Linked DNA regions of Mus musculus: region 2 is linked to region 1. The links are chromatin contacts, called in public Hi-C maps. All regions are on one chromosome and are shown on one strand. The core of a region is the stretch at or near the end of the contact, and the rest is flanking DNA. Distances in the headings are between cores, read along the strand shown. Region 1 has its middle 46 kb from the start of Gm34087. Region 2 overlaps Arhgef28 (Rho guanine nucleotide exchange factor (GEF) 28).

The links. Hi-C and Micro-C count contacts between places; a contact is called where the count stands out from the background.
Region 2: a Hi-C map of forebrain shows a contact between it and region 1, with 2.2 times the contacts expected there. The contact joins two enhancer-like sites. A contact is called at or near these places in 1 of 15 datasets of contacts at CTCF or cohesin (the NIH/3T3 cell line), 10 of 484 Hi-C or Micro-C datasets (3T3-L1-derived adipocytes, cerebral cortex, cortical neurons and 5 more), 7 of 115 datasets of contacts at active chromatin or transcription factors (CD8 T cells, astrocytes, embryonic fibroblasts and 3 more) and 1 of 9 other capture datasets (embryonic stem cells).

The regions. Positions count from the first base shown.
Region 1 is chr13:97,667,278-97,670,321 of GRCm38.p6, reverse strand. No RefSeq gene overlaps it. Among named protein-coding and RNA genes, the nearest start is that of Gm34087, 46 kb to the right of the region's middle. Within about 2 kb of position 1,266, at least 28 of the 459 cell types and tissues checked have an H3K27ac peak or open chromatin away from gene starts, as enhancers often do. A contact at or near this core is called in cortical neurons, forebrain and oligodendrocyte precursor cells, where this site is marked.
Region 2 is chr13:97,909,809-97,912,508 of GRCm38.p6, reverse strand. All of the region lies in intron 35 of Arhgef28 (Rho guanine nucleotide exchange factor (GEF) 28), which reads left to right. Among named protein-coding and RNA genes, the nearest start is that of Gm34388, 17 kb to the right of the region's middle. Within about 2 kb of position 1,293, at least 62 of the 459 cell types and tissues checked have an H3K27ac peak or open chromatin away from gene starts, as enhancers often do. A contact at or near this core is called in cortical neurons, forebrain and oligodendrocyte precursor cells, where this site is marked.

The sequences.
Region 1 (3,044 bases), core at 17-2,516:
CTTAGAACCACTTAATAACCCTGTGGGATCACAATAGAGTAGAATGAGAGATGTCTTTAGAAGTGACAAGATACAGGAAACCACAGCACTGTGCCTTGGGAACATAAAATAATAGAACAAATCCTTAAAGATTTCATCTTATCCTTAGAAGCACTTTACCAAAGCCATTTCAGCCTCTAACAAGTGTTGGCTCCAGTCCCACCTACCAAAGTCATGCACTGGCCTGATAAAGGACAATGGTCATGCGGTGCATTTTGTGCCATTAGGCTTAAGGAATCAGAAAGCAAATACATTTGGAGGGTGACCACAGACTACCTCAAGGCGGAGGGACCTTGCGGAATTGGCTCCATCCTGATACTCCTGGGAGAGAGGAGGCTACAGAGAATGCCATTAGTCACTGAATTGTAATTATCAGGGATAACTAGGGGGTGTGGTGTGCTGAATGGAGCTTGTTGGGACTCAAGCGACTGTTGTGTTTGAGAGTACAGACTCTCAGAAGACCAGCATATGGACCAAGCTCCACAATTGATGGGGAACATCAGAGTATCCTAGGCTCTCTTTTCCTCCTGTACCCCCACGCAAAACAGGTATGATGATGGTACTCGTCGCATGGAGCTTGTCGAAGGATTTGTAATGCACTTTGCCTAACACACAAAAATTACTCAATACAGAGTAGATTGCAAAGGCTTCTAAGAAACAAAGCCTGTATGTTTCTAAACGCCCAGACTGGCCTTTTGCCAGGTGAATACTGAAATGAAACACTAGGTAACTGTATCTTCTTTTATTAAAATCTCTTTCACAAGTTTTGTTCACTGCTCCGTTCCACTGGCCCTCACTGGGTTAACGCTCCCTTGCTCATTTCCCCGGCTTGGTACATAAGATCAGGTTGCATATGTTAAAGAATTACAGGCAAGGAACATTTTAGGTGGGTTGGATACCATGCATCAGGAGGAATTTGAGTTGAAAAGATTACTGTCTTTTGTGCCGTTGAACATTCCATCAGTTCAAGAGGAAGAAGTCTGTTTACAGGTATAGTCAGGTCTACAGGGACCAAAGCATAGCTCCTCTAAATATGTCTTTTAGGACATTCCTGAAATGATTTGCTTTGTTCGAGCCTCTTTTAAGAAACCACATGTAATTACACTCAACTATTCAGAAGGTTAAGCTTCAAACTAGCAAATGCCAAAGCGTTCTGAGTTCTCATTGCCAACTCGCCCTAATTCAGCAAGCAAGGCCTTAGCTCCTCCTCTCAAGCATGCCAGCAGAAAAGAATGTGAGCCAGTATATTCATGAATCCTGGCTCCTCTCTGCTCAAGCATTTCTTTCCAGTGCTGGGGCAGGTCTTTTGATAATCAATTCTCGTGTTATTTATAAACGTTCTTGTCTAGGAAGAAAGCCACTTGCTAATGACAAGGCACTGTGTGACTTTCTATGTCTACAGATGAGCAAGATCTGAGAGAATATTCTAAAACCTTGCTCTTAAGTCTATTGTTCCTTTAACTCACTTAAAACATGCATATGCATGCCTCCTGCATTTAGAAACCTTGCCCTTATTAATTATGGAGTAGACCCCTGTGGGATTTAATATTCTAATTATTTCACACTACAGAACCTCCCAAACATTTTCCTGCTATGCTTAAATTAATATCAGTATATTAAGATCAGACTTCACACAATTGTGTATTAGAGAGAAAGAGTACCTTTTCCTTAAGACCAGGGTTTTTTTTGGGGGGGTGTTTGGTTTTTTTGTTGTTGTTGTTTTTACTTCAGCATGGATATGCATGTGGAATATGTATGTATGTCTGCATGTTCACATGTGTATGAATGCATGTGTTTGTAAGGTGCATGTGAAAATGTGTATGCCAGTGTTTAGAGGCCAAAGTTGGCGTCTGATGTCTTCCTCAATCCCTCCCCACCTTATGTATTGATTCAAGGCCTCTCATCTGCACCCATAGCTCGCCAATTCTGTTAACCTAGCTAGTTAGCTTGCTCTGGGGAGCTTCAGTTTCCATCTTCCAGGGTTAGGATCACAGGTGGGCCTCCACACCCACCCTGGGTTTCCTTTGGTGCTGAGAATCCAAACTTTGTTCCTTATCCTTCTTACACAGTAGGTCTTTACTCACAAGACAATCCCCCATCTGTCTTTATGTGGATTCTTTTGAGTTCAGGTTCTCAGGAAACTACCACATGGATACCTATATAATGAGAACAGAAAATGAAAAAGAGGCTGGTAGGTTAAGAACTTCCTTTGTTCATCCACAACTAATTAGCAATGTCTAGCCTGATCCCTGGGCTGTTCTGGGCACCATGGAAACAAAATGTCTGCCCAATGGAGTTCACACTATTGTGTTGTATTTCAGTGTAAAATAGATGGTAGGTCATAGGGAGAAAAAAAATAATGTAGATGGAAACGAAACGGGACTGGGAATTGTGGTGCATGCCTATAATTCAAGGCCATGGCTAACAAAAGCTGGAGGAACACAAACAGGAGGCCAGGCTGAGCTATATCATGAGGTTCTGACTCTAAAACAGGAAAGGGGAATAGAGGGTTCTAAAAGCAAGGTCATGGTGCTCCTCCAATATCTGAGCAAAGATCTAAAGAATAGAATGAATGACTTGTGCAATATTTGAATTAAAAATGCCATGAACAGTCATGGAAACTCATCACAAGAGGGCCCTGCTCCAGACGTATGGAAGGAAAAGGCCAGTGTGACTGGAGACGGGAGAAAGGAGCACTGAGAGGGAAGGGCACCCAAAGCAGCATGCTCCTTCTACCACCTGGAGCTTCTAGTCTGAGTACCGCTGCAGTACTGTGAGTAAAAATGAAAGGATCTGACGATTGCTATAGCAACGCCGCCTAGGAAGGATGATGAAGATTCACATGACAGTTGTGAGAAGCAGCCAGATCCTGGGCTATTTCAAAGGAAGAACTTTAAAGGGATTTGCTAATGGGCTTAAATATAAATCAAGAAAGAACAGGACGAGTCATGAACAACTCCAAGATTTTTTTTTTTTTGGCTTGAGTTTTTTTTTTTTTTTTAAGT
Region 2 (2,700 bases), core at 44-2,543, 240 kb before region 1:
ACATGACTGAAGGGAGTACCCGAGGCTACCAAACATGACTTCTGCTCTTGTCTTTCACTAATAAGGAGTAAAATCATCTGGCCAGATGGGTGTTGTTTCTTGAATAGAATTGTTTGTCAAAGAAACAGATCTGTGTCAAAAGAGGAACTTACTAGACAACCTTGGTCATCTTTATCACCTAGATAAGCAAAGGCTGCTAGGTGGCTTTCCTTCAGCTCTGGTCTGGGGTCACAGGTCAGGAAATACAAATATCAACAGGTACATAGCTCCATTTTCTGTGCTTATTTACAAGACAGCCTTAAGTCAGCTCTCTTGAGAGAGATGTTTCCAAAGAGATAATCATTTTCATTCATATTCATATTCTCTCTCTCTCTTTCTTCCCTCATCCCCATGTGAAGTTTAATCTTTAACTTCACAGTAGTTCTGCTTCGTTCCCCACAGTGTTGGGATTACAGGTATGCCCCACAACACCTGGCTTGCTTTTGATTGCTGTTTCAATCATTTAAAAGAAAAAAAAATCTTAATGTTTCCCTCTTTCCTATAAACTTCCTACTTTTGTAATTATGTAATTCCTAAAGTATTTTCATTTTAATGTTTAAAAATGTAGTAATCTTTGCTATGATAACAAGCTTGGAGAGAACCAAGGTATGAGACCTTGTTCAAACCATACACACTTGCTGTGTATTACAATTACACCGTGCTTTTTAAATTATAATCTTTTTGAGAGACATAAACTCAAGGCTGTAATTAGAAGTGATACTTCAGGATTTGGCTTCTTAGCAAATGTCATTTTAAACAAATGAGAATTACCAAGTTAATGTTTCTCATTAAAAACTATGGAGCAAAAAACAAAACAAAACCCTATATTGCACAATAGAAAGCCAATTTTTCAAAAAAGGATGGGCCTGCAAATTCTTCAACATCCGTCATTTTGTAATTAATCAAGAGGGGAAAACCCTCATTCATAGGCACTGAAAACAAAGAATTGGATTTCATTTTTAAAAATCTGGTAATAGCATAATTACGAAGTAGCAGGTAGAACTAATTAGCATGGGTGTGTTTGACTAAATTGCTTGCCTTCTTCTGGATTAAAGGGAAAGGCCAAGTCTGGGATGCTGGAGAGTTTTAGCAGCTGCTTTCCCCTCTACTGAACCAGCAAGCAGTAAACGCAGCATTAAAATTCCTAGGTTGACTTCCTGCCTTATTCAGCTGGCAGAGGAATGATTCTTCTCTCAGCAAAATGAGAAGCGTAACTCTTTCAGCGTGGGTAGTGTCAAGCTGCTGGCGGTTTCCAGACCGCCTGCTCTGTTGTTGTTGTGCTTAGAAACTCCCAGGAGCCGCAGAAAGATCCGGTACCATGCGGATACCGCCTGTAGCTGTGTGGTACTTCATCCTTGACTTCTCTTTCCCTCCTCCCAGTCATGCCAGGGTTTGACTGCTCTGTGTTATTTAGGATGAACACACCCCTTGTCTACCTGGATATGTCACAAACGGTTTCAAACAGACCCAAAATTAACAGAGGAGTGTAGGAATTCCTCACATACCATCACCACATTTCGGCTCGCCATGTTTCATTCAGATTCCCACCTCCGTCAATTCTGTATTTAAAGTAAATTGTAAACATTTCCATACGTATATATTAAGCCCTGAACATTTCAATAAATGTCTCTACTAGATAAGGCACTTTAAAAAAATACATTTTATTTTATTCGCCTAGTGATGGTTATTTGCACATATGATTGCTGCAAATAAAATATACCGTAGAACTATTTTCAATTTATAACAAATGCTTTAAGTGTGGATTAAATAAGTTTAACATAGTGTCTTTAAGATGCACATTCATACCTCAGAGTAACTTCTGAAAACCAAATATAAACACCAGTTACAAAATCTAATCTAGAATTGCTTCATATAGCTTGAACAATTAAAATACAGCATCACAGGCCTTTATATTTCAGATATTCACCACACGATCTTCCCCTAAAGGAATCTCTGATGTCAATGTTTTTTTTAACACCATCACCACACCTAGGGGAAAAAAATTGACAGGAATTCCATATCAATGTGTGACAGCTGTACGATTAATTTTCCAGTAGTTTCACAAATATCATGTGTGCGTTTTTCCAGTTATTAAAAATAAGCTACTGAGGTAAACACTACTTTGCAACAGCAGGTTCCTTCCTGTGTGTTTAATGCATTCATTACTATAGAAGGTTTAGTCATGAGGACCGGAAATGTAGAGAATGGAAAGGCTAGCCACGCGGTGAGCGCTTAGCACCGGTTGGCCACGTTTGCTTCAGGTCGCTGCGTTTTCTTCCCAGGGAATGGTGACTTACAAAGAAGGCTGTTTGTCCTCCTGTGACTCTCAGTTTCTTCTTCAGAGCTGACTAACACCCGAGCTATTGTGAATATCATCTCTACATGCTGTTTTCACTCTCTTCCCTAGGCAGGGATGTGCATCCATATCCCATATGTCAAACACATTTTTTTTTTTTTTATTCTTGTAAGTAAACATTTCAGAATCAGTTCCATAGTTAGGATTCCTTACAATGTTTTCGAACCTGTTTGTGTGACTATTACATACAGGTCTTTCTATAGCCGGCTTTTCTGCTTCAGTGTATGCATTTATGCATGTGTGTGATACATACTCTTCCAACCTATGAAGGCCAGTGCATTCCTTGCCTTATGCAAGAGGAAGCT